Regions from separate parts of the Mus musculus genome. Here regions 1, 2 and 3 are each linked to region 4. Evidence: chromatin contacts called from public ChIA-PET and promoter capture Hi-C data. All regions are on one chromosome and are shown on one strand. The core of a region is the stretch at or near the end of the contact, and the rest is flanking DNA. Distances in the headings are between cores, read along the strand shown.

Evidence for each region. Promoter capture Hi-C pulls out the DNA fragments that hold promoters and counts their contacts. ChIA-PET counts read pairs in DNA pulled down with a chosen protein or histone mark. Capture Hi-C pulls out chosen DNA fragments and counts their contacts.
Region 1: an RNA polymerase II ChIA-PET map of effector CD8 T cells shows a contact between it and region 4, with 31 read pairs. The contact joins the promoter of AI662270 here to the promoter of Slfn9 in region 4. A contact is called at or near these places in 8 of 39 promoter capture datasets (the 3T3-L1 cell line, the C10 cell line, cranial neural crest and 4 more), 2 of 484 Hi-C or Micro-C datasets (the C10 cell line and bone marrow-derived macrophages), 4 of 115 datasets of contacts at active chromatin or transcription factors (the SCID.adh cell line, acute myeloid leukemia, bone marrow-derived macrophages and 1 more) and 3 of 9 other capture datasets (adipose tissue, liver and macrophages).
Region 2: a promoter capture Hi-C map of liver shows a contact between it and region 4, with 4 times the contacts expected there. The contact joins the promoter of Slfn4 here to the promoter of Slfn9 in region 4. A contact is called at or near these places in 2 of 39 promoter capture datasets (macrophages and pre-B cells), 1 of 484 Hi-C or Micro-C datasets (bone marrow-derived macrophages), 2 of 115 datasets of contacts at active chromatin or transcription factors (bone marrow-derived macrophages and large pre-B cells) and 3 of 9 other capture datasets (adipose tissue, liver and macrophages).
Region 3: a promoter capture Hi-C map of embryonic stem cells shows a contact between it and region 4, with 5 times the contacts expected there. The contact joins the promoter of Slfn3 here to the promoter of Slfn9 in region 4. A contact is called at or near these places in 11 of 39 promoter capture datasets (the C10 cell line, the HPC-7 cell line, embryonic stem cells and 7 more), 3 of 484 Hi-C or Micro-C datasets (the G1E-ER4 cell line, the HPC-7 cell line and bone marrow-derived macrophages), 6 of 115 datasets of contacts at active chromatin or transcription factors (the SCID.adh cell line, bone marrow-derived macrophages, effector CD8 T cells and 2 more) and 3 of 9 other capture datasets (adipose tissue, liver and macrophages).

The regions. Positions count from the first base shown.
Region 1 is chr11:83,222,134-83,225,341 of GRCm38.p6, forward strand. It overlaps AI662270 (expressed sequence AI662270), which reads left to right and starts at 1,443. Exons shown (of 4, transcript NR_015519.1): 1 at 1,443-1,518; 2 at 2,077-2,177; 3 at 2,319-2,498.
Region 2 is chr11:83,173,598-83,176,801 of GRCm38.p6, forward strand. It overlaps Slfn4 (schlafen 4), which reads left to right and starts at 1,589. Exons shown (of 8, transcript NM_011410.3): 1 at 1,589-1,796; 2 at 1,966-2,047; 3 at 2,231-2,316; 4 at 2,480-3,202.
Region 3 is chr11:83,189,567-83,192,598 of GRCm38.p6, forward strand. Slfn3 (schlafen 3) reads left to right here and starts at 1,764. Exons shown (of 3, transcript NM_011409.1): 1 at 1,764-1,842. Slfn4 (schlafen 4) reads left to right here. Exons shown (of 8, transcript NM_011410.3): 8 at 1-650.
Region 4 is chr11:82,990,200-82,993,111 of GRCm38.p6, forward strand. Slfn9 (schlafen 9) reads right to left here and starts at 1,631. Exons shown (of 5, transcript NM_172796.2): 1 at 1,389-1,631.

The sequences.
Region 1 (3,208 bases), core at 193-2,692, 230 kb after region 4:
ACACATAAGATCCACATCTAAACATACAGGGTAGAAATCAGACTCATCCATAGCTTGGACAGGAGCTGGTTCTGGCCTGATGCAGAAGAGGGACAAGGCAGTTTGGCAGTGCCTGGCTTCCATGTGGGACCCCAGGTTTTACAAAGCTCTCCATTGAGCCCGGGGATTTACTTGTGAATCCTTCATCCAACCCCATCCCCTTATGCATACTCAGTGTTCTGAGATGTGAAGTTTTTATCAATGCAGTTTTCCTGCTCCCAAGAAGCAGCTGAAGGTGGAGCTAGGCACCACCTGGAGCCCTGGGTGCAGCTGTGCCTTACAGCCCTGAGTCAGAACATACAAACATAGGATAGATACATAAGAGAGGACAATGACATGTAACGATTGGACTTCTTTCCTTCAGAGGTCCATCAGTCCCTCTTGTGTCATCTAGTTTCATAGCCTTCCAAGTCTTAACACACAAAGATGGATCAGATATTGACTTAAGAGACCAAAATATACATGACATCAAAGACAACTGTAACAAATGACTAGTGTCTCATAGAGGTTCCATCAGTCTGACAAGGAGAATGTAATGGACAGGAGTCTGTTTCAGAGGCATCCTTGCATAATCCCTGGAGTACCAGGCATCCTGGGGAATTCTCACTTTAGCTGTGCAACTAGACATTGGAACACTGATGACTGTGCCAGGTCCTTGGCCACTCTGATTTCTGCCTCCCAGCATCGCCTGAGTGCATCTGCAGGGTTTATGTTTATACTGGGTTTTGCTGGGAAAAAAAAAAATGAACGCAACCACTTCAGGCCAAATTTAAAGCAAACATTTATGAAATATTAAATACGGACCAAGACTACTGAGAGGAGCTTACAGGCTTGCTGTATGGAATCTTCTCAGGAGAGAGAAGACAAAAGGTCATGACTCTTGATTTCATCCACTGGCCAGCACTGAGTAAAACCAGGACTAACGATCTGGCACCAAAGGTAAAAGCAAAATCCTTGTAGTTGAGTTAGGGGTGCATTATGTGAAGGTGGCTCTCTATATACTCAATGTTGAGGGATAAACCATCAGCAAACTAAGCACTAGCCAGACAGCTGAGTGCGAGCCGGATCTTGGTATTATTTCTTTTTTTGTTGTTGTCGGGGTTTTTTTGTTTTTGTTTTTTTGTTTTGTTATGTTTTTTTGTTTTTTTCGAGACAGGGTTTCTCTGTGTAGCCCTGGCTGTCACTGGCACTCACTTTGTAGACCAGGCTGGCCTCGAACTCAGAAATCTGCCTGCCTCTTAGTATTATTTCTGTGGCCTATCAGAGGTCCTATATTTTGTAAATATTAGACCTTCTTTACTTGCTTATTGGCTGTAATAAAGAGCTGACAGCCAATAGCTGGGCAGAGAGTGGAGGGCAGAACTTCCTGGGGAGGGACTCTGGAAAAAGAAAGCAAAGGCGCCAAAGTCGCCTGGGGCCTCGGAGATGAAAGATGGACCTGAACAGGAGCAGAGACGCAGAGCTGGCCACACATGGAAGGTAATGCCAGGACAAATCGGGATGAACTAGAAAGTTGGTTGGAAATCTGCCCAGCTATAGGCTTAAGCTTTAAAATACCCGATAGCCTCTGTGTCATCATTTGTACTGCTTCTGGGTCAGAAAGTCCTGCTATATAACTGAAATCACACGGGGGGCCTCTTTAGAAGAAACTGACCAGTGCGGAAGGAACAATATCCTCAGATCATGGAGAGCAAGAGAAGGAAACACAGAAAATAACCATGAGGCCTGAGAAATGTTTTGAATGTATGTGAGATTTATCACATCCTTCCTGCAACCGCTCCTGTCACCCTCCCTGAAGGCTGTCAAGAAAGGACAAGGAGACCAGCATGTGGTTTTAGTTTCTGCCACAAGGCTCACATGAGTCCCTCTGTATCGCCTGGCTGGCCCTTCCTTCCTCCGCATCCAGGCTAACTTTAAAATCCAACCTGAAGGTTTTAAAAATCCAATTATAAGTTAGCCTATATATTAGATGGGGGGGGGGGGGAGGAAACTTCATATTAAAAGCCCTGTATAAAATGCACTCTTTACTGCATTGAGTTTGGTCAAGAGTTTTCGTGGCTGCCTGTTAGTTTGTGTTACCAAAACGAAACATTGAAACATCGGCATGGAAGTTTCTTCTAGGAGCCTGCCCCCAGTTGGTAAGTGAGGAAACATGCATGCCCCTGCCTGAATTAAGGGGGAGGGTTGGGTACAAAAGCAGGAAGTACGTAAAGATATGTGTTTGCTTCTAATTGGACCTGATGGGAAAGCCAAATGGCTTTATGGGTATACGCCTTTAGATGACTCTGCAAACTACCTCTGCCGCCATTTTCTGGGGACCCGGAGTGGTTCTGGGCAAAATCCTTCATCTTGGCTGAATGAAAAAGAGAAAGAAAGAAAGAAAACATGACTGGTCCTGGTTTTCGGCGCCATGTGTATGAGAAAAAGAAATAAAAAGAAAGGAAGAGGACTGGTCCCAGGTATAGTGGAAGAGAAAGTTTGTGGATTGAAAGGGAGGCAGAGCCACGGGGCAGAATCTTCTTGGAGCGTCCAGAATGAACATGTCCCTAGCTTTTTTAGGAGATGGAGGAGAGGGAGGGAGGAAAGAGAGGTACCAGGTGCAGCAGCCCGGGTTGGCATTTTGTCTAGGCTCTGCCCACAGTTTCTGGCAACAGCCAGGTATACCTGACTCACTATAAAAGGGACTGCTTGCCCCCTCCTCACTTTTGCTCTCTGCTCTTCTCCTCTTGCCCTTGCTCCCTTACTCACTTCCTCCCTCTCCTCATTCCCCTCCCTACTCTCCACGTGCTCATGGCCAGCCACTACTATCTCTGCCTTTCTCTGTCTCTACTCCCTCAACTCACATCCCTATGCCCTACATTCTATTCTATATTATACCATCCCGTGGCTGGTACCTCAGGGGGAAGGGATGCCTCAGCATGAGCCAGCAAAGGGACCCTTTCCCCAACACCTTACTATGCCTCCACCAAACATATCCCTGCCTTCTTCTCTTTCTTTTTATAAAATACAACAGCCAGGAAGCCCAAAGGAGAGAGAGATGGGTCTGGTAACCAAAATGGTTGAATTGGAAGTGCAGTTGGGGAAAGGTGGCCCAACACTGAGCTGGAGAGTTCAGGGTAGGAGCAGAACATGCCTTCCAGGAACGCCCTGGAACTGGCAGGGACTGAGG
Region 2 (3,204 bases), core at 339-2,838, 180 kb after region 4:
GAAGAAATCAGGCCCTCTGGAGCAATCTCCTCTTTCAATACTCCAACACTGTAGGATTGTTTTGTTAAATCCCTAGGCAAATTGTTTGCTCAAATTCTTTTGGCAAAGGGAAACAGATTCATATAGAATTATAAATATTTTGGATGGCAGGAGTTGGTGAATGTATGTAACTCGGCCATAGCAGGCACTGGAGCATACACGTTTATTTTCTGACAGGGCAGCCCCCTACCTGTAGCCTGACAATGAGATTCTCAGCTACACTTTCATTAACAGCCATGTGAGGCAAGGTGGGGTTTGGGTACTGCTCCCCAGATGAAATGATTGACACCACAGAGACCCCAGAGAGCTGGGCATTTCAGCCCCTGACCATTTAAACCCATGGTCCCTATGGGCAGTGGAAGTGAGAGAGTTTAAAGGGATGAGTGTGACCACAACATGCCATTTGCAGTTAGGACAATGTCAAAAGAAACCCAGAATTTGCTAAATATGTATGTACTAAAGCATGCCCCACCACGCAACAAACAAACAAACAAAACAAACTGAAAACAAAGAAACAAAACAGCTTCTGAATTCTTGAGATTGCTCATGAGGTAAAGAGATACACAAACTGTAGTGCCATAATTAGAATAAAAACAGACCCAAAGAAAGCAAAGGCATGGGAGTGTGTGTGTGTGTGTGTGTGTGTGTGTGTGTGTGTGAGTATGTGTGCATGAATGTGCATGAGTGGGTGTGATTATGTCTGTGTATGTGACTGTGTGTTCATGTGTGTGTGTGAAAGTGCAGGAGTGTATTGTGAATGTGTGATTGTGTGAGTATGCGTGAATCAATGTTTTTGTGTTCATCTGTGAGTGTCTGTATAAGTGTGTATGTTCCTGTGTGTGGGTGTCTGTATAAGTGTGTGTGTTTGTGTGTTCCTGTGTGTAAGTATGTGTGTGTGTATGTGTATGTGTGTTCATGTGTGTGAATGTGCATGAGTATATATGTGAATGTGTGTGTTTGTGTGTTCCTGAGTGTGAGTGTTCCTGTGTGTGTTTGTGTGTGTGTTCGTGTGAGTGAATATTTGCATGTGTCCCCTCTGCCTGTGCTAGTGCAACATTCGTCCATGATGCCCCTTTCTTCTTCCAGGACATTCCGGGCTCTCCTCCTCACATCCCTCCCAGTGCCTGCTCTTGGAAGCCCTGGAGCTAAGGCTGCTCTGGGAAGCCTGGTAAAGATAGAGACTCCTTGAAGGAGACAGGAAACTTCATTTTTGATTAAATTTAAAATTTTCCATACAAGGATTTATTATAAATGAGCAAATTTCCCTGACCTTCTCCCCTCCCCCACCTGCTCCTTACACCTGTGCTCTGTGATTTCTAGGTAGTTTCACTTTTGTTTCTTTTCAAAATTTTAAAAAATTAGTTGTTCAAATAAATAAATAAACAAATAAATAAATAAAATGAAAATTTAAAAAATTCGTTGTTCTCTTTGTCAATTCCAGTCACTAGGGCACAAAGCATCTAAGCTTCCGGTTATACTTCCTGGAGTGACGAAATGCTCAAAGTCTCAGAGTGATGACTCAATTTAACTTATAAAACTAGCAAAGAAAGGCGAGGCTTACGCCATTTTACCTCAGCGAGCATTCATAAAGCTGCGAGCATTCATACAGCGGCTGTATCTTGCTTGGTTCCGCAGAATCAGTTGCTCTCCCTCCGCGGTTGAGCTCTGATCACCTTTCCTGCCTCTCTGGGCAAGGGAAAGGCCTGCAAGCCTACTGGTGCTCTGAGCTTCGGGGAACACAGCTTCCAGGACACAGAGTAAGTGAGCCAGTTCCACTGTGACAAACTCAACCCTGCTGTCATTCTCTTTCTGTGCCCACCCAGTGTCTCAGTGTCCTGTCTACTTACTGGCTCTGGGTGGATGTGGGGTAGCAGTTGCCAGCATAGCCCTTCCCTCTCAAGTTAACTCTGGCTGTTTTCCATCTAGGAATCTTGGCTCCTTGGCATCTTCGCAGCTATTCTTTCAAAAACACCGGCTGCTGAGGACTGGAAGACTCTGAAGGCTTGGGGTGAGAGAAAATGGCTTCCCACTTTGAGATGGAGGAGGGAGGGCTTAAAGTTGCTGGGGGAGAGAGCCCATGATGCTTGTTCTGAGGCTGACTAGTGATGTAGGAAGAGGCAGATCTGGCGTGGTATGTTTGGCAGGCTTGTGTGAATCTCTAGAGTCCCTTGCGGGTTCCCTATCCTCTTAGAGACCTGACCCTGTTGAACACTGAGAAAATATGGCTCCGGAAAGGACACAGCCTGGTGTACTCTAGAGCCAGAAAGATGCTTCTGTGTAAGTTTACAATCCAGAAGGTGAGAACTTCCCTTTCTCAAGAGAAGTGCAAAACACTGACCCAGGAGAGAAAGACCGATCTAGGGTTGGGTTGTTTGGTTTTGTTTTTTGTTTTGTTTTGTTTTTTTTTTTTTTCATTTTGATTTGTTCCCCCAAGAAACAGATCCTTCTACTTGGCTCCCTCTGTCTGCGCTGGCTTATCCACCTGCGTTCGGGGCAGAGTAAGGACCTCTGAACATCATCTCCTTTTCTGCCTGATACAGCTGACAGGCAGCCTGCATTTCCTTCAGAGAGATTTTCCCCCCAGAGTCAATGCTACAATTTGAGAAGAAGGAACTACCTAGTTAAGTAAAACCCAAGGAACCAGGAGGTCTCTGAACCTCACTTCAGTCTTGGAATTTGATGAGTTTTGCTCCCTCCCTTGCATTTAAGTACCATGTCCATACTGAGTGCCTGAAGGTACTGGGTATGAACAGTTTCCATAGTTGAGGTTTTGAACTGAGATGGCCAGTGCCCCAGGCTAGCCCACAGCTCCTGTAAAGGGGACTCCAATGTAGCATCATTGACTTTAAAGTTTCCCAGAGGCCTGAGCATTGTCCTTTTGCACTTTGGTGTGAGATGTGATTTCTGTCCTCTTTCCATGTGCTGTGTGAACCTGGCATGCTGGCTTAGGACATGGCCTGATTCAGGGGGTGCTGAATGGGTGGGGCTGAAAGGGAAAGAATAATAGAGACCACATAACAGTGTATGGAACAGGGTGGGGCTGCAGCATCTAACTCTCTCTCTCTTCTTTGCCTGCTTGCCTTGTGGGACTGAGCAACTGCTAGATCCTTAGATTTCCATTCACAGCTGCTGCTGACCACTGTTGGGAGTTGGACTACAGATTGT
Region 3 (3,032 bases), core at 514-3,013, 200 kb after region 4:
GGCATCTATTTTTTTCTATTTATATGATCATTTCCGATGAAGTATTGATAACAGGATTTTAAGATGTTGATATTGTTCGTTTAGGATTTGACATGTATTTTTTTATGTTCGTATCATCATGTTGTTTGTGCTGTAGATAATACCTTTACAGGTATTTACAGCATTGAGTTTACATGCAAGTATTACGCATTAATTGAAACGTTGGTATTTCCTTTGTAAAGGAAGAAATGTCTTTATTGTAAATCTACGTTTGTGAAGGATAAAATTTCTCGACATTTAGCCCTTAGCAGCTATTGTACATACAGTGGTAACCTGTTGTGACATTTGATGGAGTTCATCAAAAGACTGGTTGCCCATCACGACAGTTCTGATAATGGGGGCTATGAGTTGGGTGTTCACAGGCCCCATTATCCTTAGCCATGTTCTGCTCTGATCTATTTCTTTATCAATACAATTCATCTTTAAAATATACTTCATTTTTTCATGTGCTCTGTCCTCAGATCTGTGTTTTTATGAATACAGTTCTTCTACTTGTATCTTTCTTCAACAAAGCTTCATTATTAACTGAGAAGTTATACATAAAAAAATTTGGATAACAAAGGTTCTGCCATTTTAATATTTCTAAAATAAATGATCTTAACAAAACGTCATCAAATTCTCTTAAAGAATTCTTATTGTTTTTCCAGGATAAGTTTTTCTGGCTTTGGGGTTTTAGTTGTTTTGAAGATTTGCGATTGTGGTTTTCAGAGTTATGGCCTAGACCTTTGAAGACCAAGGAAGTGAGAAGACACATTATCATAGCTGCATGAGCACCTCGTGACACCTGTCACAGTAGCTGGACTAGAGATCACCCTACCATTCTGCCTCCACACAACAGCCACTGGGGCTGAGACACATTAGAAACACTTGTTTCATGGAGGTGACATCAGTGTGAAGTCGTGAGAGTAGTGGGACACATCATGTATGACCTAGGAAGTTGTTGCACTCTCAAAGCTACGGGAACTCACGGGAGGATCATTGGCAGAGAGTTTCAACAAAAGCAGCAGCTGCCTGCCTAATGTCAGCCTCTTTGGGTATCAGGTCAGGAGCTGGATTAACATAGGAAAGTCAGAAGGAGGAACCCAAGTAAAGGATGACTGTAACAGTGTGGGGCAGAGACCTGGGTAGGGACATGAACTGGGAAAGAGCAATGGAGTCCTAGTAATGGCATGCTTGGCTGCAGAGTCAGGTTTTCAGGTCAACAGGACAAACCTTGGGGAAAGACTTAAGAGTGGGAGCCAGTGAAGTGATGGCTCAGTGGATGGAGGCAGCTCCCACCTTGCCTGAGGAGCCCAGCCCCAGGGATCTCTGTGCAGGAGAGAGAGAAAATTGACTCGAGCCAGTTGTCTTCTGACCTCCACATGGTGGTGTAGCTGTGAACACCCAGCCCCCCAGCTACACACAGATACTTTTATGACCTGCTAATTTTTTATAATGCTACATTTTAGGGACTGAAGCAAGTGTCCCACAGAGGTTTAGCCAGTCTGACTAGGAGAATGTAATGGACAGCACTCTGTTTCAGAGGCATCCTTGCATAATCCCTAGAGTGCCAGGCATCCTGGGGAATTCTCAGCTTAGCTGTGCAGCTAGACATTGGAACACTGATGACTGTGCAAGGTCCTTAGCCACTCTGATTTCTGCCTCCCACCCTCACCGGAGCTGGGCAGGAAGTGGATGACAGAACTTCCTGGGGGAGGGACTCTGGTAAAAGAAAGCAAAGGCGCGCCAAAAATGCCTGGGGCCTCGGAGATGAAAGACGGACCTGAACAGGAGCAGAGACACAGAGCTGGCCACACATGGAAGGTAATGCCAGGACTAATCGGGATGAACTAGAAAGTTGGTTGGGAATCTGCCCAGCTATAGGCTTAAGCTTTAAAATACCCAAAAGCCTCTGTGTCATCATTTGTACCGCTTCTGGGTCAGAAAGTCCTGCTATATAACTGAAATCACACAGGGGCCTCTTTAGAAGAAACTGACCAGTGCGGAAGGAACAATATCCTCAGATCATGGAGAGCAAGAGAAGGAAACACAGAAAATAATCATGAGGCCTGAGCGATGTTTTGAATATATCCGCTCCTGTAATTAGTCACCCTCCCTGAAGGCTGTCTAGAAAGGACAAGGCGACCAGCATGTGGTTTTAGTTTCTGCCACAATGCTCACATGAGTCCCTTCTGTATCGCCTGGCTGGCCCTCCCTTCCTCCACATCCAGGCTAACTTTAAAATCCAACCTGAAGGTTTTAAAAATCCAATTATAAGTTAGCCTATATATGAAATAGGGGGGGGGGGAGGAAACTTCATATTAAAAGCCCTGTATAAAATGCACTCTTTACTGCATTGAGTTTGGTCAAGAGTTTTCGTGGCTGCCCCCAGTTGGTTCTGGTTGGTAAGTAACGATGCCCACAGTCAATGCCTGGGCAGGGCAGACAAAGGGGGGACTTTTAGGATTTTCCTGCCAAGAAGCGAGAGGAAAGGAGCAGAGTTCAGCCATGCCAGAAGAGGTAGAGGACAGGAACCATGCCAGAAGAGGTTGAGGAAAGGAGCCTGCCTGAGCAGGTGTAGGACAGACTACCCAACCACAGTGGCCCCGTGAGGAAAGTTGCATTTATGTGATATAGGCCAAGTCACTGTAATGCCCCACCTTAGCCTTCCAACCAACCAACTCTTATTACTGTAAGGTTGGTTCTGTAGTTGTCATTTTAGCTGTCAGTGCCCTCTAGTGTTCAAACAGCAAAGGCAACTACAGCTTCCAAAGACCTCAAATAGAAAGTCCGAAGGAAAGTTGATGTGTTGTTGATGGCGATGTTTTTCCAATCTCATGAGCCTCTTTCTTATTAATTGGTATTAAATTGCACTGAATTAAGTGTTTCAATGTAATATTATCATCTGTGGAATGTCCTTTGGTCATGGGTTCCTCTTTACTCTCCCTTGTCCCTCCACCCACATGATAGACCTCTTCCTACATAAGTCTCCCTAGTGCTTTCATACCCTTTAA
Region 4 (2,912 bases), core at 381-2,880:
GTCATGTGACCCAGAATAAGGCTGAACTAGAGGATGTTTGCCAATGTTGAAGGATTGTAGGGGCTTGTGGGACAACTGGTCTATAGTAATGGCACCATTCCCTGAGACCTGCAGAAAGGTGATCCTGTCTCCCTTACACAACCATATAAACAGTCGGTGGAAGATTAGGCCTCTGATGACTGTGTGTAGAAAGTAAGAGTGGAACACACAAGGCACTAGAAGGGCTGGGGCAGTATACTGGGCAAAACAAATTGGGACTGGCCATCTTAGGCGGAATCAGGACAGAAAGGAAACAGGCTTTAGAAGGTGTGCTAGTTGGGAAACTGAAATCCCCGGATTTTAGGCTCTTTTCCATAGCTTCTGGATTATAAACCCTGGGTTAGATAGTAGCAATTATATTTCTGCCTCTTGGCTCCTTGCTCAGTTAAAGACAGTATCTTAGAGAGAGAGGGGTCGCTCAGTGGCATCTACAGAATCCCTTTCAACATTGTCATTTCAAGCTGTACCTTGGGGCCTAAAGCTTGTACTCTAACTTGCACCTACTAAGAGTAACAGGCTCTACCAGCTCAGAGACTTCCTGTTGAGATTGCCAGCCAGAGCAAGCTAGAGTGACAGAGACAGCCTCCCTCCCCCATCCCTTCACCCATCTGGGTCCCCCTTCTCCTGTGCTGGGCTGGTCAGTCTCTCACCCACTGGAATCATCCCCTTTCACTCCCAGGCCCCTCCAGTCCTCAGCACCTACTTTTAAAGGAACGTGTCGCCAAGTCTGAGAAAATATCCGGGTCTTCAGACAGGAGAGACACAGTGGTGCCACCCTGGCTTCTGGGCTGCTCAGGTTCCAGTTCTGGTGTGCTGGACCTCGGGGAAGGTGGAGGGGAGCTGAGGGTCTCACCAGGTCCTGGTCGCTCCGGATCCCAGAGCGCAGAGCGCGCGGAGGTGGCGTGGAATTCCCGCCTTTCCTTTTCACTGCCTGACTCTCCACCCACCCTCTCCCGCCCGCGGGCAGAGACCAATAGGAAGCCTTCTAAATACCGGGAAGCTTGAAACTCATATGTGCTTAATAAACTAAACTTTAATAATTCTGAACCTTAGCCATATTGGGCGTTCGGATTGTTCTTGGTGTTTTTAGTTTCTTTTGGTATCTGCTTTCTCCCCACTTCTTTCTTCCTCCTTCCTCCTAGCTCTTCCTATATCCCAGTGTTCTGTCACCGGCCCAAGTGTACCTATTTACCAACTAATTTATGGAATCTATTCATACGAATTACACAAGACAGCATAAAACTTGTTCGAAAGGAGATAAGCTCTTCTCCAGGCCCTTTCCTCTGGCACCGGGCCACCCTTCTGTCCCTGGCTCCCTTGAAGGTCGCAGCTCTGTGGCTCTCACTCACCACTTTCATTTTGTGAGAAAAGACTTTTGATCGCTGTTCCCTGGCCGGCTGGGAAAGCAGAATTTAGAAACAGGCAGGAATGTAAGTCTCCCTTTCCTTCCCGAACTCAGCCTCCGGCCCAGAATCTTCTGGTCTGTGGCCAGGTGGTGTTTCATTTGTGGACTGGTCGCCTGTCTGTGAGGTTCAGAGGAGCAGCCCCGGGTCTAGCATGGGTTTGGCTAGCAGTGGTCACAGCGAATTGGCTCAATTCTTCTAGTGGTTGGGTTACTTGTTTTTGGGAAAACGAAACTGCTCGGATTTTCTGGCCGGCTGCAGGCATGCTGCCAGACTGAGCTCACTGCTGGTTTTGATGAATCTGTCTTGCTGCCCTTTTTCCAGATAAGCCCCCATCCTTGGCTGTGGGCGGCTTCCTCCCTATAGCAAGAACTTACAGCCTTCTCAGCCTGAGGGGGTTCCCTGCTGTGGAAGGGCTGTTGAAGGAGCTCAGATTCATGCTGGTCTGGGGGAAGCAGAGTGAGAGTGAAGCTTTTGTGAGGATCTCACCTCCTGAGCTCAGAGTTGAGAACTAACCACTGTTAACCCCTGGTACTTGCAGATCTTCATCTGTTCTGTGTTCCTACTGCATGTACACTTGTTACACATGGTTAACACCGTTAACTGCATCAGGATGTGTATTCTAGTTAAAAACCTGTTTTTCCATGGTTCCAAACTTCCCCTTTCAGTATATTTTCTTACCACCATAGTCCTTTTTCTTTAAAATTCTAATTTTCCAGATTGTACAGTGTTGAATGAAAAAGACTGTCATCCTAGAATTCAATACACACTGTCAACCTAGAATTCAACACACACACACACACACACACACACACACACACACACACACACACACACCACTTCACCTAGTGGATAGAAACTAATGATGTCCTTTTCTGGTGAAACAAAACAATTCAGCAAGGGCTTGGTCACCAGGAGACCTTTGTCACAAAAAATGTTAAAGGCTGATGGAAATTTGTACCAGAGTAACACTTAGAGTCACATGAATAAAACCAGTACTACAGGAGTAATTAAGTGAATATTAAAAGGTAATTTATCTTTTTCAGTGTTCAAAAATTACTGAAAAGATAAAGATACAACTATATTATGGTGCTTATAAAATGTAGAAATACAAAACTGTGATAATTACGGGGGCTGGGAAGATGGCTCAGAGACTCTGAGCACACTCTTGTGGTTGACCTGGGTTTGAGTCCCAACACCCACCTTTGGCTCAGGGACCCCGTAACTCCAGTTCCAGGGAGTCAATGTCATTGGCCATGTTGAACACTTGCTCTCAGATGCATGTACCCTCCTGTACTGGCTAGTTTTGTGTCAACTTGACACAGCTAGAGTTATCACAGAGAAAGGAACTTCAGTTGAGGAAATGCCTCCATGAGATCCAACTGTAAGGCATTTCCTCAATTAGTGATCAAGGGGGAAAGGCCCCTTGTGGGTGGGACCATCTCTGGGCTGGCAGTCTTAGGTTCTATA